6 separate regions of the Mus musculus genome follow, and all the other regions are linked to region 1. The links are chromatin contacts, called in public Hi-C, HiChIP or PLAC-seq, Micro-C and promoter capture Hi-C maps. All regions are on one chromosome and are shown on one strand. The core of a region is the stretch at or near the end of the contact, and the rest is flanking DNA. Distances in the headings are between cores, read along the strand shown. Region 1 holds the start of Gtdc1 (glycosyltransferase-like domain containing 1). Region 2 has its middle 21 kb from the start of Gm39806. Region 3 has its middle 25 kb from the start of Gm39806. Region 4 has its middle 110 kb from the start of Gm28643. Region 5 overlaps Gtdc1 (glycosyltransferase-like domain containing 1). Region 6 overlaps Gtdc1 (glycosyltransferase-like domain containing 1).

What was found. Promoter capture Hi-C pulls out the DNA fragments that hold promoters and counts their contacts. A called contact is a pair of places that touch in the nucleus more often than the background predicts. HiChIP or PLAC-seq counts read pairs in DNA pulled down with a chosen protein or histone mark.
Region 2: a promoter capture Hi-C map of trophoblast stem cells shows a contact between it and region 1, with 5 times the contacts expected there. The contact joins the enhancer-like site here to the promoter of Gtdc1 in region 1. A contact is called at or near these places in 11 of 39 promoter capture datasets (the 3T3-L1 cell line, 3T3-L1-derived adipocytes, cranial neural crest and 4 more), 3 of 484 Hi-C or Micro-C datasets (the G1E-ER4 cell line, the N1E-115 cell line and embryonic stem cells) and 13 of 115 datasets of contacts at active chromatin or transcription factors (the 230-238 cell line, embryonic stem cells, epiblast stem cells and 4 more).
Region 3: a Micro-C map of embryonic stem cells shows a contact between it and region 1, with 4 times the contacts expected there. The contact joins the enhancer-like site here to the promoter of Gtdc1 in region 1. A contact is called at or near these places in 4 of 39 promoter capture datasets (3T3-L1-derived adipocytes, cranial neural crest, embryonic stem cells and 1 more), 1 of 15 datasets of contacts at CTCF or cohesin (the NIH/3T3 cell line), 6 of 484 Hi-C or Micro-C datasets (the N1E-115 cell line, embryonic stem cells, myocytes and 2 more) and 13 of 115 datasets of contacts at active chromatin or transcription factors (the 230-238 cell line, bone marrow-derived macrophages, embryonic fibroblasts and 6 more).
Region 4: a contact with region 1 is called in an H3K4me3 HiChIP or PLAC-seq map of bone marrow-derived macrophages, with 4 times the contacts expected there. The contact joins the enhancer-like site here to the promoter of Gtdc1 in region 1. A contact is called at or near these places in 1 of 39 promoter capture datasets (HPC-7-derived erythroid cells), 2 of 484 Hi-C or Micro-C datasets (cardiomyocytes and cerebral cortex), 2 of 115 datasets of contacts at active chromatin or transcription factors (bone marrow-derived macrophages and microglia) and 1 of 9 other capture datasets (liver).
Region 5: a Hi-C map of cortical neurons shows a contact between it and region 1, with 1.7 times the contacts expected there. The contact joins the enhancer-like site here to the promoter of Gtdc1 in region 1. A contact is called at or near these places in 1 of 39 promoter capture datasets (3T3-L1-derived adipocytes), 3 of 484 Hi-C or Micro-C datasets (cerebral cortex, cortical neurons and rod photoreceptor) and 2 of 115 datasets of contacts at active chromatin or transcription factors (bone marrow-derived macrophages and neural progenitor cells).
Region 6: an HNF4G HiChIP or PLAC-seq map of pancreatic cancer cells shows a contact between it and region 1. The contact joins the enhancer-like site here to the promoter of Gtdc1 in region 1. A contact is called at or near these places in 1 of 39 promoter capture datasets (3T3-L1-derived adipocytes), 2 of 484 Hi-C or Micro-C datasets (cerebral cortex and rod photoreceptor) and 3 of 115 datasets of contacts at active chromatin or transcription factors (bone marrow-derived macrophages, neural progenitor cells and pancreatic cancer cells).

The regions. Positions count from the first base shown.
Region 1 is chr2:44,925,899-44,928,721 of GRCm38.p6, reverse strand. Gtdc1 (glycosyltransferase-like domain containing 1) reads left to right here and starts at 1,486. Exons shown (of 11, transcript NM_001362987.1): 1 at 1,486-1,580.
Region 2 is chr2:44,478,448-44,481,270 of GRCm38.p6, reverse strand. No RefSeq gene overlaps it. Among named protein-coding and RNA genes, the nearest start is that of Gm39806, 21 kb to the left of the region's middle. Within about 2 kb of position 1,385, at least 4 of the 459 cell types and tissues checked have an H3K27ac peak or open chromatin away from gene starts, as enhancers often do. A contact at or near this core is called in trophoblast stem cells, where this site is marked.
Region 3 is chr2:44,525,049-44,527,871 of GRCm38.p6, reverse strand. No RefSeq gene overlaps it. Among named protein-coding and RNA genes, the nearest start is that of Gm39806, 25 kb to the right of the region's middle. Within about 2 kb of position 1,346, at least 140 of the 459 cell types and tissues checked have an H3K27ac peak or open chromatin away from gene starts, as enhancers often do. A contact at or near this core is called in the N1E-115 cell line, the NIH/3T3 cell line, embryonic fibroblasts and 5 more, where this site is marked.
Region 4 is chr2:45,245,251-45,248,073 of GRCm38.p6, reverse strand. It overlaps Vis1. Among named protein-coding and RNA genes, the nearest start is that of Gm28643, 110 kb to the right of the region's middle. Within about 2 kb of position 1,398, at least 51 of the 459 cell types and tissues checked have an H3K27ac peak or open chromatin away from gene starts, as enhancers often do. A contact at or near this core is called in bone marrow-derived macrophages, cerebral cortex and microglia, where this site is marked.
Region 5 is chr2:44,621,327-44,624,149 of GRCm38.p6, reverse strand. The region is part of intron 6 of Gtdc1 (glycosyltransferase-like domain containing 1); the gene reads left to right. Among named protein-coding and RNA genes, the nearest start is that of Gm52509, 32 kb to the left of the region's middle. Within about 2 kb of position 1,444, at least 8 of the 459 cell types and tissues checked have an H3K27ac peak or open chromatin away from gene starts, as enhancers often do. A contact at or near this core is called in cortical neurons, where this site is marked.
Region 6 is chr2:44,640,760-44,643,582 of GRCm38.p6, reverse strand. All of the region lies in intron 5 of Gtdc1 (glycosyltransferase-like domain containing 1), which reads left to right. Among named protein-coding and RNA genes, the nearest start is that of Gm52509, 13 kb to the left of the region's middle. Within about 2 kb of position 1,467, at least 8 of the 459 cell types and tissues checked have an H3K27ac peak or open chromatin away from gene starts, as enhancers often do. A contact at or near this core is called in pancreatic cancer cells, where this site is marked.

The DNA of each region.
Region 1 (2,823 bases), core at 237-2,736:
TCAACGAATTTGGACCTTAAGTGACTTTATGCTTGTAGCTCTAAATCCTATGCTGACAAGTATGTGAGACAGGTCTTGGGAAATCTGGGCATATTGGCTAGGCAACTCATTTTCTCTGGACTTCAGATCTTAATCAGCAAAATAATAATAAAGACTCCCGGTGATCTTAAGTATACAATTCATGTATAAAATTATGGCTTTTTCCAGATTGATGAATAATAGTAGGCTTTGGGCTTTTCCCCAATATTTTATTCTGTGAAAAAGGATTTACTAGATCCATTTGCCATTTGGAATTCTCATTTTCAGCTTTCTGCATTCACTTTTTTTGTGTTTCCCAATTTGTGTAAAAGTAGATGGACAGATGGTTTATTAGGCTTTTTAAATGCTCGGGATACTGTTGTTCAAGTCAACAGAGGTTTTAAGCTTTGGAGGTCCACATAGAGTGTGGGCTTTGTTTAGAACAGAAGATCGTTTTCACTGTTCAATTTAAGGATAACAATGTTTTCTCACATAACTTTAAGCAACTTGTGGTTGTAACTCCAAAGGCCTAATCAGGCTCTGTTATTTTGGTATGCTTAATGCATTTCTGCACTACAGTCTGTTCCAAGTTGTAGCTTTAAAAATGAAGTTACCAGATAAAAGCATAGACCTACCGTTGCATGTTCTGTCTTTGCATGAATCATTTAATCCACAACGTGATCCCAAATACGAAATCACTAATTCAGACTCACAGAAATGTAAGGGAGATAAATTCCTATTTTTAATAGAAACCATTTAGACTTTCTTGGATTCTTTCTGACTTTTAATTGCTCTGTAGCTGCTCTTGTGGGGACCGCAGATATGTTATTATTAATACTCTAAGATGCATCTGTAATACGTATAGTCTCGACAGCCAAAAGGCTGCATATAAGTTAAGTACAGGAAACGCCAGCATCGGCTAGGAGAGGTCCCGCAAGAATTCCGAGGGGGGGGGGGGGGAAAGCGGGGCGTGCTGACCAATACCTGCAGGAGGGTGTGCACTCGCCTTGCGGGGTCCCCGAGGCTTAGGCGCGCCCGGAAGGACAGGGAAGGGGACTACAGGTGCCGGCTAGCCACCTGCCTGAGAACGTGCGAGCCGGTGAGTCAGCCCCCAGACCTCTCAGGGGAAGAGAAGGCCGCAGCGCGAGCGAGCGGAGGCAGCGACCAGAGGAGTGAGAGAGAGTACGGAAAAGCCGAAGGGGCGGCGGGGGCGCTGGCCTGACTGGAAAGCGTACGCGGGGCCCGTGGGCGGAGAGCAGGTGTGAGGAGCCGCGCCACCGTGGAGAGTTCGCCCAGCACCGCGCGTCCTCTGAGTCACCGACTAGGCGTGGAGGCCGCCGTCCGGGGGCGGAGCCTCAGGCTTGTGGGCGGGGAGGGGCGGGGCGAGGGCGGGGCCGGCGCCTGACGCGCCCCAAGGCCGCGGCAGCCGCAGCGGGGAGGGGCTGCGGCCTCGGTGGCGGCCGCGGGGGAGGGGCTCGGCGTCAGCGCGTCGCCAGCTGGGCTGTCGGTGGCCTGGAGGGAGCCGTGGAGGAGGAGGAGGAGAGGAGGAGGAGGAGGAGGAGGTGAGTCGCCTTGGCTGGGAGCTGCGCTGGCCGCGGGAGGCGGGGAGCGCGGCCCCTCCCTCCCGGCGCCCGCCTCGCGGGGCCGCGCCGCGCGGAGTTCCCAGTGGGGCGGCGGCCGCGAGGAGCGGAGGGGGAGGAGGGCGGAGCCGGGGCCGCGCTTCCCGGGCGCACGCGCGGCCTCCTGCTCTGCCCGGCCGCGCTGTGGCCCCGGGCGATGCTTTTCCCTAGCGCGGAGCTTGGGAAGGGCAGAGTCCAGGCGGACACTGGGACATCGTGCCATGGCTCCCGCGCAGCAAGGCCTGGCCTGCGCTTTCCTACTCGGGATCCACCTCAGGCGGCGAGACCCAACACCTCGCGGCCCCTCATTAGAGGATTCGGCATAGGCCTGATGTTTCCGCAGGATCCCGCCTGACGGGGCTTTCTAAAGCGAGGAAGGGCTCTTGGAGTTAATAAGTCTTTACAACTAACCGAACGACAGCAAAGTTGCATTAATAAATCAGTTTAACCCTCGATCTCGCGATAGGCAGCGTCTGCACCCCAATTCCCACTTCGCGGGGCTCGTGCAACTTTTACAGTCGTAGAACTACCCCTCATTGGATAAGCTTTGAAATAATTCTTAAAGTTAGTGCCTTGAGGCCCTGGGAAGTTCAAAGGAAAGGGCTTACATTTTCCCTCCCATCTGTATCACAGTTAAGGAAATGGAAAACGTGAATTGAAGGCGATCGTTCTCCACGCTGAGGATCATCGTCCCCTCTGTGCCCAGCTTGCGTGACTTAGCACCCCTGAAGTTGACTTTAAAGCTTACTGTAGTGGTTAGGTAAAGGAACTGCTGTGGGGGAAAAGGCAGTATAACTCAACAGAGCCATTTTATTGTGTCTTATTAACCCGTTTACCTTAAGCTTTATCAGTGACAAGAGTTTCATGTTGGAACCCACATACCCAGTGAGATACTGAATTTTCATTAGTACATTCCAGGTTTTGATGTGAAATAGATTCTCAGCTTCAACTGAGAAGAATTATACACTGTTGTCCTTAGGGTCTTGTTCTGTATTTAATGAAACAGTTTAATATTGAGGATTGGGGAAACACATTTTGAATCAGGATACTCCGACAAACTTAAACCATACCTACGAATACACTTTATAGCAACACAGTGTCTTTACTTCTGTTCTGAAATCATGCTGACAGTTTTACCTTATAAATCCTAGACTAATAGGACTCTCTGTTGGTGAGGGACCTCAGC
Region 2 (2,823 bases), core at 136-2,635, 450 kb after region 1:
TGTAATAGTGTTGTCAACTTGCTGGGGTACGGAATCACCTAGGAGGCAAGCTTTTAGGCACACCTCTGAAGGATTACTTAGCCTCTGGCCATGTCTGTGAGAGATTATATTGATTAGGTTATTTGAGATGAAAAGACTCATCCTAAAAATGGGTAGCATTCTACCTGGGCCTTAGGTTTTACACTGTATATGGTGGTTCAGAAAAAAAATAGCTCCCATAGGCTTATATGCTTAGTCATCAGGGAGTGGCACTATTTTGAAAGGATTAGAAGGATTAGGAGGTGTGGCCTTGTTGGAGGATGTGTGTCACTTGGGGTAGGCTTTGAGATTTCCAAAGCTCATGCCAGTCCCAGGTCCACGGACTCACTATCTCTCCCTCCCCTATCCCACCCACCCTTCTGACTATGGAGTAGGATGCACCTCTCAGTTACTGTGCCATGCTTGCCTGCCTCCATGTTCCCAAACACAATGATAATAGAATAACCCTCTGAAACTGTAAACAAGTCTCCAATTAAATGCTTTGTAAAAGAAGAGTTACATTGGTTGTGGTATCTCTTTACAGTAATAAAACAGTGACTAAGACACTATACAAAGAAGAGTAAGTGAGCTGAGTGCTAGCATTCATCACAGTTTCCTGATTGTGGATACAGTATGACCAGCTGTTCCAAATTCCTGCTACTTTGACTTTTCTGCAATGATGGGCTATGTCCTTGTATGGGCACAGAAATGAACCCCTTTCTCACAAGTCTCAGGGTGTTTTATCAAAGCAAGAGGAGAAGAAACTAACGCAGTAACCAAGAGAAAATATCAAAACTTACATAAATTTTATTCTAGTTCTTTTTGGTTTTGTTTTCTGTCTTTATAACATCCATATCAACTTGGGGTGAAGGAAGAAAGCAACAGATTATGTCTGATAACCCTACCAGATAGCTAGGCTTGCTTGGTGGCCTCAGAATAGGGTTGAGCTGTATCAAAGAAAACAATGTCACAAGGGAAAGGCCACTGAGACTCATGCTTCAGCATAGCAAGCCCAGTCTAGTCAGTCCTAAGTGATGAGAAAAATCTCTGCTTGGCCTAGTGTACACATATGCCTGATATACTAACCCACCTTCATTTAACCATTTTCATTAGAGCAATCTGAACTTCTTATGTGGAAGCCCAGGACTCTAGAAAGCACTAAATTCAAACTAGTAGTTGGACTCAAGTCTACAGTGACGCAGCACAACTTCTGGATTCACCTAGTCAAAGCAGCCACGGGCCAGTTTAGATTCAAGCTGGCCAAAGAATAAACTCTATTTCATGAGAGAGGGAGTTATGAGTAATGGCATGATGAGGGAGAACAGCCTTGGATGACATTCCTTTCTGTTCACATGTCCTTGTAGAGCTCTTTCTCATCGCCTAGAGCCGACCTACCGTTGGTGACTTGCTATGCTGATTTGTGAGTCACTGTGCCTTATCCCTTCTTTTCTGAGACTACTTTCTTTAGGTAGAGCCAACTGCTATATTGAGAATCTCCTGAAAAGCCCAGGGGAAAGGAAATTAAGACCTTATAAACACCCAGTATTAACTTGCCTCCTATGTGAAAAGCCACATTACAAGTATTTCATCCACCTCTTCTTAAGCTTCAGGTGACTGCAGCCTCATGGAAGATCCCAAGCAGGACCCACCGGGTAGGTTGTCCATGAGTTCTGCCCTACTGGGACCATGTGCTATAAAACATATTGATGTTTGGGGACGGTAAAATTTTACAGTGCTTAGTCAAAGAACGACACAGAAGTAATACAGAGACCATCTTGGAGATAATCTGGGAGTTTCATCTAGGTTTGCTTCACTAAAACTCTAATAGGAGTCTCTGAGTCATAACAACATTATGCAACAAAGGTCACGATATCCTAGACACCCACCCCTTTCCCATCACATGACTTCTTGGAACAAAGACAGGACAAATGTCAGATGCCATGAAGCAGGATATGTTAAAAGAAGGATTCTGGGTTCAGAAGTGGCACAGTCTTTATGCAAACATAGACTCCTAGAAGCATGTAGATGGTCATCTTTGGACAGAATTGTCAATAACACTTAAATACACAATAATTTGGACAGAAATTAGGACAGAATTGTCAATAACACTGCAGGACTATAGAAATACAAACCCAAAAGTTTCCTGAAGAACATCAAAGTTGTAGCAAAGTTTCCTGAAAAAACATTGGGGTTCTAGTAGAGACTTGTTCTTGTCTTCTGCCAAAGAATATGTATAAATTAGTATTTTCTCTTCAAAGAGGCCATGGGCATTTGAGTAGCCAGTAATCTGGTAGGATGGCTACCTACAGCTTCCTGATCAATCTGTCCTTGTATCTTTTCAGTACACTTATACCTTCAAATCAAGAATAAACCTAACTTTTTCTCTGAGTATTTTAAAGAAACTTCTTAAAATATATGAAGGTAATTCTAATGAAGTCTTCAAATAATGGAACAGAGTCCCAATCAACCATCTTTTGTCACCAAACAAACCTTTCAGTGGCAGGACTGGGTTATATCCAGTTGGATTGTTCCATAAAATTCCCCGAAGAACCCAGGCTATTGCTAAGGAAATAGGTTGCTCTCTATAAACTGACAAGACCCAATTGCTGAATATAACACCTATACAACTCACTGAACAAAGAGAGGGTGAGCTGATTCCTACATAGAGCCTTTACCTCTGTGTACTTAATGTCTTTGGTACAGAAAAGTACTTTGCATGCTATCAAAGACAAATGTAAACACCAAGTCAGCCACAAACCCTTTGATCTGCAATCTGTTCTGCCTGAAAGACCTGCTAGGATGAAG
Region 3 (2,823 bases), core at 97-2,596, 400 kb after region 1:
ATTTTTTGAGAGACTGTCATTCCTTTTAAATAACTTTTTAAATTCTCGGCTATGTATTATTATTTTGTTGTTGTTATACAAGGAGAAGAGTTTTCACATCATGAGAGAGGGAATAATTTGTATGAGCTCAGGTTTCACGTTAGCAGAAAAAGAGAAGCAATGCGTTGGTGGTGTTTTTATGACTTAGCTCCTCTGAGATATCAAAAGGCCACAACCATTGCTGAGATTTTAAGAATGGAATCCTGTCACTGCTGGGATCACACCTGCAGCCAACCCACACTAAAATCTTTATACATGTGTTTTTTTGTGGTACTGTGGATTAGACCCAGGCCTTCAAACATACTAAGCGCATACATACTGCTGAGGTAAAGCTCCGTCCCTCCATGTTGGCATTGATTTCATATTAAGGATAAATAACTTATGTAAAGTTATATGCTTACACTACTTTGAATTTCTTTACGTAAACAATGCCAGAATTTTATCTAAATCATATTTGGGGGATGGGGAGCAGTCTTACCTTGTAGTCCCTGGCTAACCTGGAACTCAGTACGAAGACCAGGCTGGCTTAACTCTGATCATTTGCCTCATATTGAGATTAGAGCTATTCACTACCATGGGCACTCAGAAGACTAGTGAATATGTTTTATAGGATATATATAGGTAGAGTTGTCGTCTTCTTCTTCTCCTTCTCCTTCTTCTTCTTCTCTATTCCCAGTATGACCCTCGAAAAGGAAAAAGATGAAGCCAGGCCTTGTTTACATAAGATAGCCAGAGCAATGTAGTGAGAGACCCAGTCTCAAAAACAAACAAAAAAGCAACAAAAGTTTATGAAAAAAGATGAAAAGACGTTAAAAGAATCTGTGGGAAGCAACAAGAGATGGGGGAGGTGTCAAATAACAAACAAATAACAAATTGACAGAAGGAAGGAATTTTTAAAAGTTAATAAAACAAAAATATATGATAAGGATGTCCAAAGAATTCTGGGATATGCAGCCTGTGTTCAAGGGGCTCTCCACTGTACCTGCTGGACAGGCTCCACTGCTCTGTCAGCTACAAGTGATTCTTCCATTTAGTCAGTGAAATCAGAGAACTTAAATAAATCATTGAAGACAGAAGGATTAGTAAAAGCTCGAAATGAAATCACACCCCAAATTATGTGTGCTGGGAAGGACTAGGCAGGCCATGCTGTCCCTCTGGGTGGAACAGAGAAGTCTGTCTTCTCCTTGGGCCCTTTCTTCTCCAGCTAATTACACAGCTGATTACTACCGAACAAAGGGAGACACAGAAGAGAAGGCTGACCAGGGTGAGCAGGGCCCGGCTGGGAGAAAGGAAGATGACTCATTGAAAAACCCTTTGTCCAGCCTGCTGCTGTGTCTGTGGTGACATCCTGGGCCTGGAAGAGTGGGGACTCCAGATGTGAGGAACTGAGGCGTTTTTTTTTTTTTTAGACCCAGGCAAGCCACAAAACAGCCATAAAAGCCCTTCAGATTTCTTTCTTCATTTTCTTTCACAAGACCTGGCCTGGTATGGCCTGGCCTTAGGGAGGGAGCCTCCCTCCAGAGCAGCTAACCAAGAGGCCAGGGGCTCTTCTGCCTGTGTGGCATGCTCAAGACTCCTTCTCTTTCTTATTAAGCCCCCAACCAATTTATAGTTTCCATTTTACTCAACAGAGAGCACTGGCAGGAGACAGAAGTGCAGAGAGCTAAGGATTGTGACTTTGAACCAGCGAAGGTGACTGTCTGCCATTTGCCAACAGTGAGGTAAAAAAAAAAGGGGGGGGGCAGATAGGTATTCTAAAACATTTTTTAAAAGTTTTAAAAAAATCAGGATCTTGTCCTTCTTAAGAAAATGCTCTGTACAGATTTTACTACATCAGAAAAAAATCATTCCCATTTTGTGATATTTTTGAGAAAGAAATAAAGGTCATTTGAAATTTCCCAATTCTATTTTGCTGTTGTCTTGAATAATTCTGGATAGAGCCATTGTTTAAACTTTTTCTATTCTAATCAAAGATGGGTTTGAGGCTTTTAAATAAGACCAAGGGTTAAAGAATGACTACTTAGCCTGCTAAATATTTCAGTGAGGGAGTGGGAGTCTCGGCCTTTTGAGTTCTCTTCCTCCTTTCAAGTGCCTAGGTTAAAAATTAAGCCCCTGCAGTGAAGGGCACCTGTATTTGTTTGCCCTGTTATGCTGCTATTCTGAGATGCTTTACAGCTGTCTAAATTAGCATAATTAAATCCACATCAATTAAAAGCCTCAATCACCCCTCTCCGCTTCACATGTAGATGGTGACATTTGTCTAAGGTGGTAAGTAACAAAGAGACTTTTTAACAGTTGAAGACCTGGCTGAAAAGGTGGTTGCTGGGATTGATCCATTGTAAAGGGTTTACCTTAATGCTCCGCAAGTGGTCAATGAGAGTTATTTGGTCAAAGTAGTGGAAGTTTGCATTTCAATGCTGCTGGCCGTTAAAGAAGTGCCTTTTACCACAGGCCTCGTGGGGCAGGGCTCTTTATCCTCCAGTAATGAGGAGAAACAAAGAGGCATTCTGACCTGGCCAGAGAACCCTTTACTTTTAAAGGAGGGGGAACCCTGTGACCTCAGGACCAAGGGAAGATTGCTCCAAGTGGCTGGCAAAGAAAATTCCTGGAGATGGAAAGAGACATGGGGCCCAGGGGTTAATTTCTGGAACAGAATATTTTGCATACAAATGAAAAATGACCGGATTCCTGTTACCCTTCGTTTTCAATGTCATCAGCATGAAGCAGCAGCCCATGTTCCCTCGCCATTTGAAGACTGTTCATTACCTTAGAGAAAGGGGCACC
Region 4 (2,823 bases), core at 149-2,648, 320 kb before region 1:
ATGGCAAGGAACAAATGAGGCCAGAATTTGATGCCAGCACTCATTAAAGACTTCATTCATTGTAACTCACTAAACAACTATTCTTCAAGTGATCCGAATGCTACTTGTTTGATGTCTGCTGACTGTAAGTCCTGCATTGAAATCAGTAGATAGGTGCCAACTAGTTTTGTAGGCATGGAAAGTTGAGCATTCTAATCACGTCTTTGCCCCCAAGATGCAAATATAGATAGACAGACAAAGAGTCAAACAGACAGATAAATTCAAGCTTTGGAATCACTCTCAATTGTCGATAACTACTATTTATCAACCCTACATGTAAAATAAGCTCTTTTTCCCTAGTAGATAAAAGTAGTCTGCTTTCTTTGAGTGTTTCTTCTATGGCTGAAAATAGAAATAATACTACTACTAACTAGTTTTTCTAAAAGTCATATCAGCTTTAAGAAAAAAAATATTTCTCCACATCTTTAGTGACTGAACTAGCCTATCAGTCCAGTTTGCTTACATCTTCTTTAGTCTACATGCATCCATTCAAGTGAGGCTATACACTGGAGACAGATGAAGTTTGTCTCAAGGACTGAACACTGTCAAGCTAGTGAGTAACAATATACCCTCACCTACATCACCAACAAAATCATTATAACTACCATCGCAGGACACACCAATGTTACCATCAACTACCAGCTATAGTATTATCATCACCACCCTGGGATATGTCTTTGTTCTATATCATTTTTATTAATTAACAGAATTCACAAGAAAAGACAGTAGTTAAACCTCCTATCTGACATTATGCTTGGAAAAGTAGCAAGTGCAAATCCTCCACCTTCTACTGACCCTCTAAATTGGGATTCCTCAGTGTTCTATTAATTTTTTTTTCCTCTCACATCATTATGGTGTCATCCTCCTAAAGGAACTTGAAGAAGAAGAAAAAAAAAACACCACCAAACCCAATAGTTGAATTGGATCACTTTCTTTAGAAACTTAAAAGGCAGAATCTAAAATTGCTGGTTGGCCATGGTCCCTAGGAGCAGATGGGAGAACAGCAAGGGCCATGGTAGTACGAACAGATATACACAATTCACATTCTTTAAAGACAGTGACCAGGAGAGCATGAGAAAGGAGGAGAGGGCAAATCAGGGAGCCTGAAAGAGAAGTGAGTAGAGCTTGAAGCACGAGGGCAGAGGAAGCAAGCAAGGACAGGCAAAAGGAGAAGAGAAATTGGAGAGTGGGTGGCAGGGAGAACAAGCGAGAAAGAAGAGCACTAAACTGCAGCACATATGCCTAAACCCATGAAATTAACATATTGAAAATATCCAGTGCTTCCTTAAAGAGAAAACAGTGGTTGGATCAAGTCGCTGGTCCTCATAGATGAGGAAGCCAAGTGACACATTGTGGTAGGCAGCCTCTAAAAAGGCTCCTGCCACACTGTCCATGTATAATCCACTCGTTGAACGTGGGCATGGGCCAGGTCTAGTGACTCATTTCTAACTGAGAAAATACAGCAAAAAAAAAAAAAATTGATGGGGTGTCATTTCCAAGATTCAGTTACGAAAATGCTCTGCCTTCTCTGAGGCCCATCCTTTCTTGCTTTCTGTCACTTGCTCACTCTAAGGAATGCCAGCTGCCATCTTGTGAACTACACCATGAAAAGTGCTACATGACAAGGAACTGAGGGATGTCACTGGCCACTAGCCAGGGAGGAAATGGAGCCCGCCAGGCTGCCCTGCAAGAACACCCAAGAAGCTGAGCCCTGAACCACCTTGGCGGAGGTAAAAGCCAGTCCTCACTCTGCTGAGCTTGCAAAGGAGACTGACTGCAGCTGTGGATAACACTTTTGCTTCGACCTTGTGCAAGTCCCTAAAATAGAAGCACCTCCACCACCACTCAGTCCTTAGCCACACAAACTCTGGGACAATAACGATTTGTCAGTTCTAACTGCTAGATTCCAGAATAATTTCCTTACACAATAGGGCATGATTAATGTGTATATTTAATATAAAAACAACTTTGACTGAAGTTAACTCCAGATTAGTAGATGAATTTCCAATGTAATGCTAAACAGGATTGAATCTGAAGAGCAACCTATGAAAAAGGTGTAGATGTATCTCCAATTAGTTGTAAAGTTGACCTTTTATTTTGCATAGAGACCTAGGTTTGAACAACACTTTGGGACCAGGTCTCTGCTCACAGAAAACAAGTGGTTTAATACATCTAAAACAGTCTTTGGTGGTGGAAAATAACAGTCTTTATATGTAGAAGATGGAGCTTATAATTATCCTTGTTTGTCTGAACTGTCCTGAGATTAGCTTTGATCATGTGACAGAAACTACTTTGGTCAATGTAAAAAAAAAATCCCAAGATAAGTACTACAGACAAGCAGATCTCATTCACTGGAATTTCTCCAGGCCAGTAGCATTTTATACATTTGCAACTCCTTAAAAACTACTTCCTCTTTTTACGAGACACCAAGAGCACACACACAAATTAATTTTTGCCATTGTTATTTTTTAGGGTTTTCCCCCCCTAACTCAAGTGCATTCTTCTATTGATGCCCACCTCAAAACTGACCATTTAGTGTATATTGAAGATGTGGTCAAATAATTCTAAGATTATCCTGTTCATTATTTTAAAGGTATATATCTTGGCGAGCTTCCCAGAAACTGACCCAGAGATAAGAATTCTTGTTGGGATGATCTATGAAGAGACTGTTCTCAAAAGACGAGGGGGCCAGGAAGGGAAGAAAACTGAACGAGAGCAGGCTAGAGTCCACCCTTAAGCCCTAGACCACAAAATCATGCCCCATATTAAGTGTACTTCAGGCAA
Region 5 (2,823 bases), core at 195-2,694, 300 kb after region 1:
GTCATCTTCCTCTTATAGTGAAGTCTTGAGATACTTCCTTAGGAATCAGCCCATCACAGCCTTCCAGGTGCTGTAGACACCTTCACACATCCTTGGATTGGCGTGCGATATCAGTGTTATATACACTGATGCTTGGCCTCAGGTTGGCATGCCATGGTAACTCTACACCTGCCACGGTAGCCGAATGGCACCCTGAATGCTGCTGCTTTTGAAACAGTGTACTCTTGAGACTGGCTGTGTTCTTCAGCTGGGCCCAGTCAGTGGTTTCAGCAAGAACACCCCCAGGGAGTGGAGTCCTAGAGTAAGAACACAAGACAAAAGACTGTAGATGGTCCCTAAATTACTTTCTCCTTTTCTTGGGAAGATTGTTGGACCACATTTTCTAGCCTCTATTTGGGATAACTGCCTCATTTAATCTTAGCATTTACTCAGGATGATGGAGCCACTTCCAAGCTTGGACAATAGAAAACATCCCAAGCCCTCTCTTATGCCCCTCTTCCTTTCCATCTAGACATAGATGTCACTTGATGATGATAGTGTCTCTCTAGTTCTGGAACATTAGATAAATGCTGTTCAGCAAAGCCACTTGTCAAATGTCTACCAGCCTGATATTACAAACAAGGATTTTATGCATACTCAACTGTGTAATCTGTCACCCTGCCTCAGGTGGTCACTAGCAATAATAGTGAACAGAAGAAGCCAGGATACACTCCAAAGAGTTTGCCTATAGTCGGCAAATGGAGATGCTATTTAGTGAGCTGGGAAACATACTAAGTTATAAATATGTTCTTGACCTGAAATTGGATATTTCTAACAGGAAGTTGATAGCCAAGTGTTGATAGCCAAGGTGAGAAACAAGGGCTGAAGATGGCAATTTCAGAATTATGTGTAAGATATGTACAACTTCTTTAAAGAATTTTTAATATGCTAGATTTTAAATTTAACTGTTAGCTTCCTGGTTGTAAACATTGAATCTATCCTAAGTGCAAGAATATCAATTGTGCCCTCCAGCAGTTGTGACAGAGTCTTAGCCCTAGTTGTGACTGTCATTAGCATCGTGTCTGAAGACAGGCTGCCCACTCTCTAGTGGCAGTTTCTTCTTTAGAGGAAAGGGATAATGTAGCCTGTGTTGAGGGATTAAAGATGATATATGAAAATGAGCTAGCATACACAGTTCCTGGACAAGAAAAATCTCTAATAAACCAGCATTGGCTATTTTTATTAGTGAATTAAGCCCAGCACCTCATTAGCTGACACGGGACTGTTGATCTCGCCTACTATCGTCTATTGGTTAAAATCCATTTTTCTTAACTCTTAGAAAAAGAAAAAGAACGATACAGCTAAATAAAGTCATCCTTTTTTGTCTCCATTTTCAGCCTACCAAAACAAGTACATACTGTGCAGAAAAAATGGAATTAAACTACAGAACAAACACTTCTAAGTGGCTGCCTTGTAAATGAAGTCTATAAAAGGCTACCAAATGTCGCTTCTCATTGTATGACTGTTAGGGTATTACTAAACCTAGATAGAAGGGTTTTTTTTTTTTTTTTGAACCTTTTACATCAAGCACTCACACTGTAAATATCACAAATTATTTCCATTTTTAGCAGGATGGATGCCATAAGCTTTTGAGTGATAATGATGATGCCTAGATAGCAAGAGAATAAATCACATGATTTAAAGATGGCCTGGTGGACTGAAGACATTAACTAAAGACACCCACAGCCAGTACTTCAAGGAGCTCTCATTTAAGCCAAGTTAGAATAATCTTTTAAAAACATGTTGGCTGGAACGTAAGAAAAAGATAGAAATGTGTACTGGCTAGTTTTATGTCAACTTGATACAAGCTAGAGTCGTCAGAGACCCTCAGTTGAGGAAATGCCTCCATGAGATCCAGCTGTAAGGCATTTTCTCAGTTAGTGGTCAACTGGGAAGAGCCAAGCCATTATGGGTGATGCCATGCCCAGACTAGTGGGCCTGGGTTCTATAAAAAAGCAGCCCCTCTCCATGACCTTTGCCTCAGCTCCTGTCTGCAGGTTCCTGCCCTATTTGAGTTCTTGTCCTGACTTCCTTCAGTGATGAACTGCATCATGGAAGCATAAGCTGAATCTGAATAAACCCCTTTTCTCCCCAAGTTACTTTGGTCATGGTGTCTCATCGTAGCAATGGATCACTGACTAAGACAGGAATGTAAACTAGTACAGCCATTATGGAAATCAGAATAAAATTTCTCACAAAATTGAAAATTAATTATGTAATCCAACACTCCCATTATTGTGAATCCAAAGAAAATCAAATCAGTCTATTTATGATAGCTAAGATAGGGAATCAACCAGACTGGTGGATAAAGAAAATGGGGCATTCATACATCATAGATACTATTTAGCAAATAAAAATAGAATAGATCCTGACATTTGTGATAAAGTGGATAAACATGAAGGACAATACATTAAGGGAAGTAAACCAGAAACAGAAAAATGTACCTCAGCATTCATTCATATGTAGATTCTAAAGCAATGGTGGGCTCTCAACATGTAAACATATGTTAAAATGTGCCTGCGTCTTGTGAGAGCACTTCCAGAGGATTAATAATGGAGAAAAACCACCCCAAATATGTCAGTGCCACCCCATAATCTAAGGCTCGGGACCAAATAAAAAGGAGACCCGCCTTCTCTCTTGCTGTTCCTTGCTGCCCTGACGTAAGCAGCCTGCTCTACCAGTCAGAAGATCTACATTGCCTCAAGCTAAAAGAGAGACAAAACAAACCTTCCCTCATTTACGTTGTTCATGTCTGATATATGTCATAGCACCTTGCATCTGATT
Region 6 (2,823 bases), core at 218-2,717, 290 kb after region 1:
ATTTGTTGAATAAATCTCTTTGATTATTAAATGCAGTGACTTATTTACCAATTGATTAAGGAATTCAGCTATACCCAAGATGACCTTAAGAATAATCCCAGCAGCAGGGCGTGGTGGCACACGCCTCTAATCCCAGCACTCGGGAGGCAGAGGCAGGAAGATTTCTGAGTTCGAGGCCAGCCTGGTCTACAAAGTGAGTTCCAGGACAGCCAGGGCTGCACAGAGAAACCCTGTCTTGAAAAACCAAAAAAAAAAAAAAAAAAAAAAAAAGAAAAAAAAAAGGAATAATCCCAGCATTAGATAAGGTGTCAAAGAGCAAAAGAGCAAAGTGACCAGAAGACTGCACAAAGGCCCATAGTGCCGGTAGGAAACTAGGGGAAAAGAAGGAAAAAGAAGTATGACTTAAGAAAGTCTGCTTCCACTGAGAGAGGGAATTCTATCGTGGGAAGTTTACCTAGGGATTTTCCTAACTATTGAATTACTAGAGGAAACCTTGTATAAGCTAGAATTTAGTTACCTTAGAGAGCTTCTTTGTCAGGGCAGTAGAAATAAGTCATTCATGTTGGCAAAGATGCAAGGTAGATTTCATATTGTCAGACATTCATAAGGACTTTGAATTTCTGTGTGAAGACTATATCCTAAAGGAGTTTTATAAAATTGGGTAAGTGAATTGCTCATACAAGTAGGCAGTTAAATTAGCAAAGTATATAATCTAAAACACTTTGAAACTAAGAGAGAATGGGAATTCGAGACATAACCATTTAAGATAAATAATACTAGTCATATATATATACACTGCTCTAAGAGAGTCCATATAAACAAATGGTGAAAGAAAAGTTACCCCCAAAGTGGAGATTTGTAGAAATTACTCTTACAAATCATGGTGGAAAATAAAAACAAGTAGGAATAGGCTCGTAGGAACAAAACCATTGTTTCCTTAGGACAGCCTTATATCGGAGCCACTTAAAGGGAAGGAATCAGGAAACCAGCCTTCACAGTAGGAGAGGAGTCTCTTTCTCTGTCTTTACTAAGTTTGTCTCATCTCTAGCACCAGACACAGCTAATAAGGCCTGTCTGGTGGTCACAAATCTTATTTCAGTTTCAACATGCATTTCTTGGGCCTATGAATAGTTAGATGATATCTTCTTGTTAATTTTAACTGAAACTAATTTTTATGGATGATTATTTTTTATCACAAATCTGTCCTGTCCAAGGAAGATACTCTCTCTCAAGATTGCTGTCAGTATTTCATGTCACCTTTGAATGCTTACACCACAGAAGACAAATGTTGACTCTGATACCAAATTCTATCTATTAAAACAAACAAACAAACAAAAAGAAAGAAAGAAAAAGCAGTCTCAGCCATTGTAGTGCTATTTGGTGTCTCATTCTTCAAAGCACTTGTGCTGGGTGTGTGAGATTATGACTGGCTCATCTGTGACTAGACTCTGTTCAAACAACTTTCATGGACATGTGCCACCTATTTTACTAATATTTGCCCTTAGTCATCACCAGTGAAATAGAGCATGCCTCTATACCACAGCCAACCAATCAACCAAGAATAGGACTCTCTCCTTAATGCTGTGGCTTATAAACATACAGTTATAATTAGCATGCATTTCTTTTTGCTTGTGATTCTTCTATTTAGTAAAGATAGCATTGCAGGAGGTAAAGAGAGAATGTGTATACAATCAAATTCTGTGTCAAGAGGTTTGCTTTTATACTTTATAGATACATTAGAAAGTATATAAATCTGCTTACCATATAATTGATGTATTGGAGACATGTGGGTGAGCATGATCTTTTAATTATCTTTGCTATTTGCTTATGTGAGTAAATTCTAAAAATGTTAATTTGTAATTAATTTCTAACACATTGTTGGGCAACAGTGAATAGGGTTTTGGTTTTATTTTGTTGTTGTTGTTGTTTTTGTTGTTGTTGTTTGGTTTGGTTTAGTCTTTTGTAAATTACCCAAAGGCTTAGATTACTGTATGGTCTGTTTGTGTCTTACTGGTTAGTTTTAGAAGTTACTTATTTCTTATTCCTCTTTACTTTCTCCCTAAGTTGGTTTCAATTCAAGAATCCACAGAAACCACTTACGTGACCGTGCTTGATTTTTATGTCATCTGTATTTTCTGAACCATGTCTTCTTCTGTCACCTTTGCATGAGTCTTATGCTTTCTTTCATATTCCCTACTAATATTGTCTACTAACACAGACCCATGTAGAGTTTCTCCTTTGAAGTCATCATTTTCCCAAGGGCATGCCTCTTCACATCCCTCCCACCATCACTAGTATAGAACAGTTATCACCCATCTGCCTGCCCCATGCTTTTCACCCATGGTTCTTCAGGCCTCAAGTAGCATTTCTTAGAGTTTCCCGGGTCAACTATCAGTTCTGAAGATGCCATATTAGGGAGGTTTCTTGTTACATAGGGTGCTAAGTTTGGGAGAGTTTTTATTTATTATGATATGAGAGGTACTCAAATGAGAGGATAAATAGACATTTGTATAGTATTTGGTATTGTGCAACTGTAAAAGCCCTTCACTGGATGAATGTTGTGTAACCCTCATTTCCTAAACTTGTTTTCTTAAGAAACATTTTTGGAGCCGGGTGTGGCGGCGCATGCCTTTTATCCCAGCACTTGGGAGGCAGAGGCAGGCGGATTTCTGAGTTCGAGGCCAGCCTGGTCTACAGAGTGAGTTCCAGGACAGCCAGGGCTATACAGAGAAATCCTGTCTCGAAAAACTAAAAACCAAAAACTGAAAAAAAGAAAAGAAAACATGAAAGGAAAGGAAAGGAAAGGAAAGGAAAGGAAAGGAA